Linked DNA regions of Hordeum vulgare: region 1 is linked to region 2. Evidence: chromatin contacts called from public Hi-C data. All regions are on one chromosome and are shown on one strand. The core of a region is the stretch at or near the end of the contact, and the rest is flanking DNA. Distances in the headings are between cores, read along the strand shown.

The links. A called contact is a pair of places that touch in the nucleus more often than the background predicts.
Region 1: a Hi-C map of seedling shows a contact between it and region 2, with 4 times the contacts expected there. The contact joins the promoter of LOC123427147 here to the promoter of LOC123427145 in region 2. A contact is called at or near these places in 3 of 6 Hi-C or Micro-C datasets (leaf and seedling) and 1 of 1 datasets of contacts at active chromatin or transcription factors (embryo).

Annotation. Positions count from the first base shown.
Region 1 is chr2H:546,691,798-546,697,306 of MorexV3_pseudomolecules_assembly, forward strand. LOC123427147 (hydroxycinnamoyltransferase 1) reads left to right here and starts at 2,945. Exons shown (of 3, transcript XM_045111120.1): 1 at 2,945-3,076; 2 at 3,213-3,629. The coding sequence starts at 3,213.
Region 2 is chr2H:546,316,898-546,322,757 of MorexV3_pseudomolecules_assembly, forward strand. It overlaps LOC123427145 (ribosomal L1 domain-containing protein 1-like), which reads right to left and starts at 2,371. Exons shown (of 1, transcript XM_045111118.1): 1 at 1,299-2,371. The coding sequence starts at 2,359. The coding sequence ends at 1,640.

The DNA.
Region 1 (5,509 bases), core at 1,695-4,194, 380 kb after region 2:
TGGCTGGCGACGACAAGTGGCACGGTGGAGGAGGAGAGGCGCGGAATTTGAGGCTAGAGGTTGGTGGAGGCTAGGTTTTTCCCAAAATGGACGTGGGAAGCTGCTATATATAGCAGATTGGCTAGGGTTTGAGGGTTTTTGCCCATTTCGAGTCGTACGATCTCGATCGAACGGCTCCGGATGTGGGGATGGTGTTGATGGGCTAGGTGGGCTGTGTAATCATGATGGGCTGAGAGAAGAGAGGGGTTTGCGACCCGGCACTAGACTTTTTAAACACCGAAAAATGTCCCACGATAAACCGATGACGGTGCCGCTACGGGCGATCGTTCAGGTATCAAACGGACTCCGATTGCGATTAAATTTGGCAGGAGGCCTACCTACACCATATTAAGACCGCACTCCAAGTTTTAACCCAATCCGAAAATATTTTAAACACACTTTAAAAAACAAGAATTTTAACAATGTCGCGGGCGCGTGCGTGTGTGGTTGGGCTCAAAACGGACAACGACAAATAAAGAGAGAACCGACAACTAATAACGTATGCAAGTTTTGAAAACCGGCGGCAACAGAATGCCGATGCAATGCTGATGATGCGATTGATGCGATGATGAATGCGACAAACAATCTAATCACACGATGGCAACAGAATAAAAGGGGAATCTTCTGGAGCGTCGATCTCGGGCTGTCACAATATTTGACCCTCATGTCTAAGTGCACAAGTTGCAAGCACGCAACATGCCCAATGCACAACTATATGGGTGGCAACCTTTTTTAGATCAACATGTGACGCGACCTTAGGAGGCACTAGTTAGACATTTCTCTTTTCTTTTCTTTTGTTATTATTCCATTGCACTAAATAATACTCCAATACAATCTTCAAGCGAGGGTGTCTTTTTACTCGAGTTGCATGTTCATCCTTGATATGAAATCCCTGCTACCGATGGCAGTTGCATCTCCTCCCTCGACATGCAATTGCCCCCACGTGTGTGTTGTGTGTGTGCGCGCGCGCGCACCGCTAGGGAAGAACCTAACACCGATGATTTTCATTCCTTTTGTTTTTATCTCCCACCACACAAGACAATATCCCAAGACGACCCCCCTCGCCGCATACGACGGAATTTTCCTCCTTCTTCCGTTGCCATCGGCGCTCGCCCATTGCATGTCCACTCATTGACACTCAACTACTCCCGACGAGTTGCATGTTCATCATCCACACGCAACAACCCCCAAGTGTGTGTGTGTGTGCCCCACGTGCTGTGTTTAATGTCGGCCCATTCATGAACGGACATGTGATCGGGGTAGGTTTCTCGGCTTACAAGTGGGTTTAATTAAGGCGTTTGAATGTAGCGAGGAGGCGTGTTCAGTTGGACGTGCAGCGGGCGGCGTCCTCGGTCGACGGGTCGCTTCAATGATGAATGTAGTGAGAGGTCGTGTCCGCCTAGAGCCGTCTTCAACGTCGTGCTGCCACATGACTGACACTTGGGTCCAGAGAGGATCCCAGTGCCCGTGTGTCATCGTCGACGCGGGCGTACGCAAAGGAGGTGAGGTGCCGGCGGCAGCAGCTGACACCTGAGCGGAAGTTTAACCCCGCCTACGCAGCACACTCTCCTAATTAGGAGGTCTGGTTTGCGCTTGAGCATGAGGAGCATCACATGCGCGACGTCTGTGAGGTCTGGGCTGGCGCCCCACCGCCCCTCGTCGTGCGTGACGAGGACCAGGAGGCGGAGGCCACCTACCGGTAGGCGCTGGCAGTTGCCTTTCGTGAGAGCGAGGAGGAAAAGCGACGCAAGGAGGAAGATGAGGAGGCGGCTTACACGACGCGCCTCGCGGAGGCCGTGGCACTCTACACTGTCGATGAGTGTGTTGTGCCGCTGCTGGCCCTGCCATCTCCAGCCAAGCCCGAGCCGGTGCTCACCCTAGGGTAGACGTACTGTGGGACGGTGTAGTACGTGAGTGGGTCAACGCGCCACCATCTGGTTAGGGGTGACGCCGGCGCAGGAGCGGCTTTACTTGGAGCACTGGTGACAACCACGACTGACGGAGGAGGGCCTTGAGGGTCGACGACTCGAGGAGTTGGTGCCCAAGCCGAGGCGGAGGAGAAGGAGCGCCGCACCAGAGCCCAGCTAGCGACGGTGCAACCACCGACGGGCGACGTCGTAGCCACCGACGGGCGACTCGTTGCCTGTGAGACGACGTTTTCCTGGGCTGGCCTTCGTCGACCTCATCGATCACGGTGATAACGACAAGAAGGACGCCTAAAGCAACCTGTCTCTAGTTTTTTTTTATTTAATTTAATGTTTTTAATTAATGTATTATGAATTCGTGGACTATCGCTGGCCGTTAAGGCCGATATTAATGTTCAATTAACGGTTTTATTTTTAAATAGTAATGCTGCTTTTTTATGCGCCGTCTTAAAAATTGGCCATGACAGCGTGGATGTGTTGATCTATTTTAAAAAAACGAACATAAATATTCGATCCAAATAGATAAAATACGGACAAAATTCTTGCTCTAAGTACGGTTTGCCACGGTTGCGTGAGTTGCGCCGCGGAGACGGAGCGGTGGCGTGTGTGAAGCAGCCAATCATGTCCATACCCATTTGGGAGGCGCCGTTTTTAACCATTTCATCCATCCATGATTCATTCACCCCGACCTGCGTGTGCGTGGCGACAGTCAAACATGCCCCGTATGTCTGTCTGGCCGGCCCTCCGCTCCGCCGCACCGCCCCCTCCCGCGCTACGCGGAGAGCGCGCCTAGTGTCAGGCGGGGCGGTGAGCCGTGTCCATCTGCCAAACAATCCCACCCCGCCTGCCTGCCTGCCTGCTGCCTCTCCTCCCTCCCCCTCCGTCCCCGTCCCCGTCCCCATCCCACCAACTCTCCACCCATCGCCGCAACACAGCACAGCACAGCACAGCCCAGCCGCCCGCACGGGGCCTATATAAGCCGCTCCACCCCCAACTCGCCCACCAGCTGCTCTCCACCAAGAGCTGCTGCTACTACCATCCAACCGTCCCGTCGCCTTTGCCGACGCCGCCGCCGCAGATCTGATCCGCCCTCCGTCCTTCCGTCTTCCAAGGTCAGTATCCGCTCCGTCCCCCCCCCCCCCCCCCCCCCCCCGGCGCGCGCGCGCGTGCTTTTTGTCTGCCTGTTCCGTTTCCCCCCTTCCGTTTCGCTCACGGGCTGTTTGCTTGTTCCCCGGAATGCGGCGGCAGATGGCGATCACGGTGAGGCGGTCGACGATGGTGCGCCCGGCGGTGGAGAGGCCGCGGGAGCGGCTCTGGAACTCCAACCTCGACCTCGTGGTCCCGCGCTTCCACACGCCCAGCGTCTACTTCTACCGCCGCCCCGAGGCGGGCGCCGACGGCTTCTTCGACGCCGACCGGATGCGCCTCGCGCTGGCCGACGCGCTCGTGCCCTTCTACCCGATGGCCGGCCGCCTCGCGCGCGACGAGGACGGCAGGGTCGAGATCGACTGCAGCGGGGAAGGGGTGCTCTTCGTCGAGGCCGACGCGCCCACCGCCACCGTCGACGACTACGGCGACTTCGCGCCCACCATGGACCTCAAGCGCCTCATCCCGCCCGTGGACTACACCGACGACATATCCTCCTTCCCGCTCCTCGTGCTTCAGGTGACCTCAATTTCTATCTCGTACTAGTACTACTACCGGCTACAATTAGACCCGGGATGAGAACGGAAGGGACCAGTGTGTGGCTCCAATTTTAGCGGACCATAGCCTCTGCTTCCTGATTGGATTTGGACACCTCATACTTTTGACCCTTGTTTGGATGTGTTGAATTGATCGTCAGCTCTTCGTTGTGGGGAGCTTAGAAGCGGTCAACCTTACCCTGTTCTAGGATGTGTTAATTTGGTCCCCTGTTCGTTGTGGGAAGCACGAAAGCGGACCACCTTATTCTGTTCTAGCTTGGCCTTTATTAACTGTATATGTACGACTCTGTAGTTGCAGCTTGCATCCCGCCAGTTTTTGTTCTATTGTGAGTGGGTGTTCACATTCACTAGATAAATTCTACTGCCAACAAACTGATTTGTCAGGCAAGTGACCTTATACATTTCATGAAAACAAAGTCCTGCCAACTCAAGAAATTATCGGTAGACCTCCTCTTTTGTATCAGAAGTACTCCCTCCGTCGGGAAATACTTGTCCTAGAAATGAATATAATGGATGTATCTATAATTAAAATAAGTCTAGATACATTCATCTCTGGGACAAGTATTTCCGGACGGAGGGAGTAATTGGCATGCTGCTAAAGTTATGCAATGCATATTGTGAGTTTGGCTTATTTTGTGTCTGTATTAGTATTGGATACTAGTAGGGCCTTATGACTCATTCGGGGTTGACGGGTCAAACTCTTTAAGTTTCCAACTGTTAACCATCTGCCCCAGATATAGACACTAGACAGAATAGACTTATTGAAGGTGATATTGACATGCCCAAATGTTAGGGTTGGACCGTCCTGTTTGAGAACTGGACCCTCTGGCTTGTTGAACCTTCTGAGTCATTCCTTTGATGGAGATTGGAGGCGCAATTCAGGTCATGGGCCCACCTTCTAGTGATCTTTGTCACCTGCCATTTCATGCCAGAATAATAGGCTGGGATTGGCTAGGTTTAGCACCACCATTATCTCAAATTTGATTGTGCAGAAGGACTTAGTAGTGCGCACTGAAAGTGATAGTAGCAACCATTGACTTTCAGATCCTATGGAACAACGGTGAGCCAACTTGAGAGTTATGAGCCACTAACCCTTTATCTTTAGAAGTAAATATCCTAATAATTAGCTGTCAAAAAAATTCGTAATAATTGTTGAACAGGCTAGTGATATTCTTTGTAACTGAATTCTTCACATGCTACAGTACAGAACACAAAGCTGAACCACAACTGGCCATGTTACTGAATCCTAGTTTGTGCTGAGCTTGCAATTTCTTTATTCACTTGCTTGTTGGCAACATACAGAATATTATTGCTTTGGGTGCACACAACTTGTCGGTGCATGAGTACCTAACTGAAGCATGTTCCATGTGATAACCTCTATTTTATTTATAATAACCTACCACTATTTACATATCCAGTTTCTTCCAAAATTTTGAAATTATATATGCATAAATAATTAGGTGTCAGGTTGACTTTTAGCATCGCTGCATGTACGCCAACTTGATGTTTATCATGTTGTTTATGCAAAAGCAAGGCTTATACAACAAAAATTCTAGTTATGAATTGAGGTAATCTAACTGGGGATCTCTTTAAAGCAGGCTTTTAAAGAATTGGGAACTGAGAACAGATGAACTAGAGGATTTTCCATCTCAAAAGAAAGAGTAACAAATGTATATAACTAACCAATAAGTATACTACAGAGGATAAATATCATCTTGACTTCTTGAGTAAACTAAACTGCAACAGTTCTCTTTAATCAAAGCTGAACCATTTCCTAGTTTTAGACTGTTATATGCGAAACAATAATTAATTACGTGTATATGGTTTTAATCACCAAATTTA
Region 2 (5,860 bases), core at 1,121-3,620:
CCTTTCGTCTTGGATATATGCATCTAAAAATAGATGATGTTCCTATTTTTCAGGTAGGACAATATCAAAATAGACCACAGTGGGTTGTGTCACTATCCTTGTGAAATATATTACATGTACACAATGTTTGAGTCTGACCGTGTTTACGACAGTGGTGTACAGAAATTTAAATGTGACCCTGTCAAATTTTCTGGAGTTTTTACATTATGTATCCTAATTCGATTAAACTTCTGCGACACAATTCGGGCATGATTGGAACTACTGTAGTCATCTTGAAGCCTTGGAGCAACTTCTCCAGTGATTATGACACTTGATACTGAATTATTAACGCTGCCATAAAAGGCATTCTGTCTATAAATAAGCAGATTTGGGAAGTACCATTCTTTTCCCCAGAATAGCCAGATTTCAAATTTTTCAGTTCACAATAATTAGCTAAAGCGTCCATTGCAAAAAAAAAAAAAAAAAGAAACAACTACAGATTTACATTAACATTACTCTTGGCCAGCATGCCCGCTGGTGCTTGAACGGCACGTAACAAGGAGACAGGGTCAAGGGGAGAAGGTTCTATTGTCCAGGACAGAGGCCATCGAGAAATTTTCCTAACCCTGGCTCGTAGTTTGATGGTGTCGTGCAGAGAAGAGGGGATCCCACGGATTGAAGAACACGGGAAGGAAAGGGATGACAGGTATGTTCGGGACTATTCACACATTTCAATGATTTGACGAGGTTCAAAATGTAAAATGTAACAGCAGCCCTTCTTATGATAATTCTGTTCCATCTATTCTGCATCCAACGGCCCAGAATCTCCTGGTGCATTCGGTGCGCCAGTTCAACCGGTGCACAGGATACGAATTGGGCCTGGTCAGAAATACTAAATTCTACTCCTTATAGCGTACAACAAACCTGCGGGTGAAAGATCAGATCGTGTGCGTGTGTGCACGATGAGATCCATCGATCAGTTTCTCAAAAAAAGCCTACAGATAGATCTCGATCTCCTTTCTTTGGTATCGATCTTCATCTTCCTATCTTCACCCACAATCTGCATCTTCCATAATCCTGATCGCTATCCCTATTCCCTAGTTCGCTCATCACCTCATCATTAGCGCCTACTGCTAGCACACCTCTCCTGCTCCTGTGTGCTTGACAATAGCCTTAGGTTATCAGATTTTCCAATGAAGCACAAGGGAAGATAGTTTGACTATAGATAAGTGCTAGAAATCATATGTTGCCAGATTTCACATATACGATGACAACGTAAACATAAACATAAAACACACACACTAACTGAACAGAGAACAAAAACATAAACACACACGAACTGTAGCTCAATACACCAATCAGTGCAATGTTAGCCTCTGGTGGCTACTGCCTGATGAATGAATGCCTGGCCAAGCATCAGTATCAATTCCAAAACATTTATCCCCAAACTATTTATTCCAGGCAGCTGCATCCAGCACCAGATTCCCATTGAAATCGAGAAAGACACATAAAAACACACTGCATATTACCACTCATCAAAATTGTTCATTTCCGATCACAGATCAGACTGAACGACTAGTGCCATATAACTGATGGACTGAAGGATCAGACTGGGCACCGATGCGATGTGATGCGATGCAAATACACAGAACGGACGCCACTACTCTTTCCTTCTCCTCTTTACCCTCCCCTGCTGCACCGCAATAGCGCCCTCAAGCTTCGCATCCTTCGAATCGTCATTGCCGCCGGTGCCTGGCGCCGGGTAGAGAGGCAGCGCGATCGACTCGGGTGCCTTCAGGTGCAGAGCCCGCACGTTCCTCCACTTCCTGGGCACGCAGGCGGCAGCCGCCTCCACCGCGGCCACCACGTTCTTCACCGCCTCGGCCGGCGCCATCGCCGCGTGCCCCACCCGCACGGCGCGGCACGTGCCGGCCTCCACCCGCAGCTCGACGCGGCGCGCCGCCTCCCTCGCGAACTCGGCCCACGCCGGGTCGGCGAGGTCGACGGGGACGACCCTCCCGCGGCCCTTGGCGCCCTTGCCGCTGCTCGGGATCTTGAGCCGGCTGTCAACGAGGACCAGACCGCGGCGCGCGACGGCGGGGAGGGAGCGGAGCGCAGAGGAGGGGAGCGTCTCGATGTCGTCCGGGAGGTCGTCCGGGAGGCGGTCGGCGACGAGTAAGATGGAGGGGAACGGGGAGAGCGGGAGGCGGAGATGGTGCTCGAACCGGCGGACGGGGGCGCTCTTCAAGGTGACGAGGAGGTAGATGGGCTCCGGCGCCGGGGAGGGGTGGTGCTTGAGCCACCGGAGGAGCGCGCCCACCGCGCGGACCACGGCCTCGCGGCCGAGGCGGGGGTTGGGCGCGGGGGCGGAAGCCATCATCGCTGGCGGCGGCGGGAGTTTGGGAATTTGGGATGTGACAAAGAGTTGAAGCTAGGGTTTTATGTTTGCTCGCGGGGTTGGGTTCGGTTGCGCCGATGTTTGTTGGGTCGGACCAGAAAGAGCCGGCGGTTCGGCTCGGCCTCTGCAACCAAGGTGACGGTAGGTGGGTTCGTTTCGGCGGAGTGAATTGAAAAACACCACGCAAGGATGTATTTCGTTTCGTGTTGGGCCGAAGGAGGTTTATTTTTTTTTTCGTTTCGTGTTTTCCTGGACTAGCTGGTAGGGCCTAAGGAGGCTGCACGCGCTAAGTTATTATTAAAACTATTGTATGTAATTATAAAATACGTAACTATTAGCAAATACGAAAATTATATGTTGCGTGGCTGCAGAAATTCATACAAATATTGTATATCTTTCTTGTATTATTCAAAGAAAAAAATTAAAAAGGCATATGCTCAACATTTTTTTATTGAGTTACTCGTATATTGATTGTATTATTTTAAACGCACAGTTGCTTAAAAAGTTGATGGCATGTATTAAAAATATTTGTGTAAACATAATAAACTTTAGAAATGCATTATAACTGTTAAACTTTTACACAGAAAATATAGATGTTTCTTGAAATATAAAATTATTTTACACAATAATATCTAAAATGTTCATCATATCTTTAGAAAATTACATATTATTATTGATACCACTGTGTAATAAACTCTTAAAAATATTCATTCATTATATCTACATTTTGCAGAACATTTTTCGAGATACACATTGTAAAAAAATGTATGGAGAAAATGTTTACCATAAATTACAAAAAGTTCGCCGTGCATTATGTAAAATCTTCATCAAATCGTAAGAGAATTTTTCAACATATGTTACAAAAATTGTCAATTTGCATTCGAAATATGTTCACCGTATATTACCAAAATTTTATTTTATTAAAAATATATTCACCGTTTGTAAAAAGAACCTTTTTTTAGAGATAGTTTGTAAAAAAACTTGGGCAACAATTTATACGTTGTTTAGCTCGATTTGCAACGACCCGTCCCAAAGTTGATATTGACATGTAAAAATTACCAATCTTGGTACTAACCTTCACGTACTACCCCAGTTGTGATGCTTTTATGCAATTAACTCCATTTCAAGGTCAAGTACGAATTTGTCTCTTTTTCTAAACACATCCCGGTTCATTAAAAAAGACCAAAGTGAATTGTTTGGTTAGTTAACGAAAAACCGAACGAAAACCGTTATATCATGTCCGAAAAACAAGACACACATGACACGTGGCAACCGACACAAGAACGCACACATACTGTTTAAGAGAAAAGCGTCGTCAAGGTTACCACCTAGCATCATCGTCATCATGCATCCACGTAGGCGGCTACGATTCTACCATCGACGACCATTGAAAAAGCCCTCATCGCGAAGAAGCATCGAGGCTTGCGTTGACCGATGCCAAACAGTCAGTCACACGCGTCGCGACCAGGCAGCTCAGACTCTGTCAACGAGCATTCTTGGGGAAAAGCGTTGGTGTTAGAGCATATATCTCCATATGTGGTTTTGGTAATTGATGACAATTCCTATGGACTAATGGTTGCCTTAAGTTATATTTATAGGATTTGTCCATAGGCACTTCTTGAAGTCCATCACCAAGGTGGTATTCAAGGTATTATCCAAAGAATGGTCATAGAGACACAAGGTTGATCAAGATCGTCAGACAAAGAGTAAATCAAAATGATCAACACACAAAGCGTACAAGATGTACCGAGAGGGATCAAGTGATCCCATGGTATGGTAAGCAGTGTCCAGTACGTATTTGTGTACTAACCCATGGTCTTTGTGAGAGTTCTATGTGGGGGTTAGGTGTGTTTCCATGGGCTTGCGTCTAGAGGAATATCTCATACAACCCATGAAGGATGACGTCAAGTGGTGATCGTCATCAAGATTGCGGTGTGCAAGTTCAAGAGGATCAGCACGAATATATCGTGCTTGAAGCTTGACGTCCATTGTGGTGGCAATGGACTTGTGAAGATATGCTGAAGAGTGGCTCACCCATAGTAAGTATGGGGGAGCAATCAACTAGTCTTCATCAAGCCAAGGCAATCAAGAAAGGTGGTCCATCTTGAGGAAGCCAAGATCATCATCATCTAGCTCAAGAGGACGAGGTGCAAGGTATAGGTTTTCCCATGATAGGTTTTCTATTTAGGATAGTTTGATGTACTATCAAGGGGGCTCTCCAGTGAGTAGCTTGATCGTATCGTTCGTTGAGAGCTCAAACCATTTGCATCCTTGCATCATACTTCTTGGTTCTTGTTTGGTGTTTCTCTTTGTGAGTTTTAGAGCTTATGGTCATCTTCGTGACAAGCTCAAGTTCATCGAAAACGGAGTCCATATGCATCTACTATGATGTTTTCGATGTTGGAGTTTTTGCCGGTTCTTCATTCATAGAGGACTCACATCTCTATATCATTGGCATTTTCATATCTGCATGGTCTTAAGATTTCATATATGCATGTCGTTGTTTGGATAGCTCTTGTTGTCCTGAATCCAACAAGCTTGGGTTTGCTTGATTCGGAGCTCGTATGCGAAAGTTATGGCTGTTTCAGTGGCGAGCGATAGTACCGCTGGACCTAGCGGTAGTACCGCTAGAGGTGGCGGTAGTACCGCTGGCCCTAGCGGTAGTACCGCTAGAGCTGGCGGTAGTACCGCCCCTGGTCAGCGGTAGTACCGCTCCAAGATTTTAGTACCGTCATCTTTGCGGTTGTACTGTGTCGGACATTTTTGCGAAGACTTTCTTGGCGGTGGTTGGCCCGGTAGTATCTTTGTGCTACCATGGGCTCAGCGGTAGTACCGCTGCAGCCAGCGGTAGTACCGCTGAGCTCGGGCTGTAAGTGGGGGTAACGGCTTGATTCCTTCTCCCACTATATAAAGGGGGTTTTCTTCCCCCTTGGTCTGATCTATCCGTTGAGCTCTTGTTCTACCTCCATTGTTGACATTCTTAGAGCTTGCTAACTCTCAATCCCTCCAATGATTCTTGCTTGTTCTTGATGGAAAAGAGAGAGGATATCTAGATCCACATCTCCACCAATCACTTTCTCCTCTATGTGAGGGGAACCCCTTGGATCTAGATCTTGGAGTTCTTTGTGAGCTCCTTGTTCTTCCTCTCATATTTGTCCATAGCTTTCGTTATTGTGGAGGGATTTGAGTGTGAGCGACTTGACCACTTCGTGTGTTCTTGCCATTGCATGAGTTGCATCGGTTTGAGTTCTCCACGGTGATTCGTGGAAGTGAGGAGTTGAGAAGCGTACTACCTTTGGTACTTAGTACCCTAGATATTGTTCTTCGTGGATGCTTTGGCGTCCTAGAAGCTTGGTGGTGTCTCGGAGCTCAATCATTGTGGTGTGAAGCTCCGGGCAAGCGTCGGGGTCTCCAATTAGGTTGTGGAGATTGCCCCCAGCAATTTGTACGGGTACCGGTAACCGCCCCCAATGGTTGCCACGT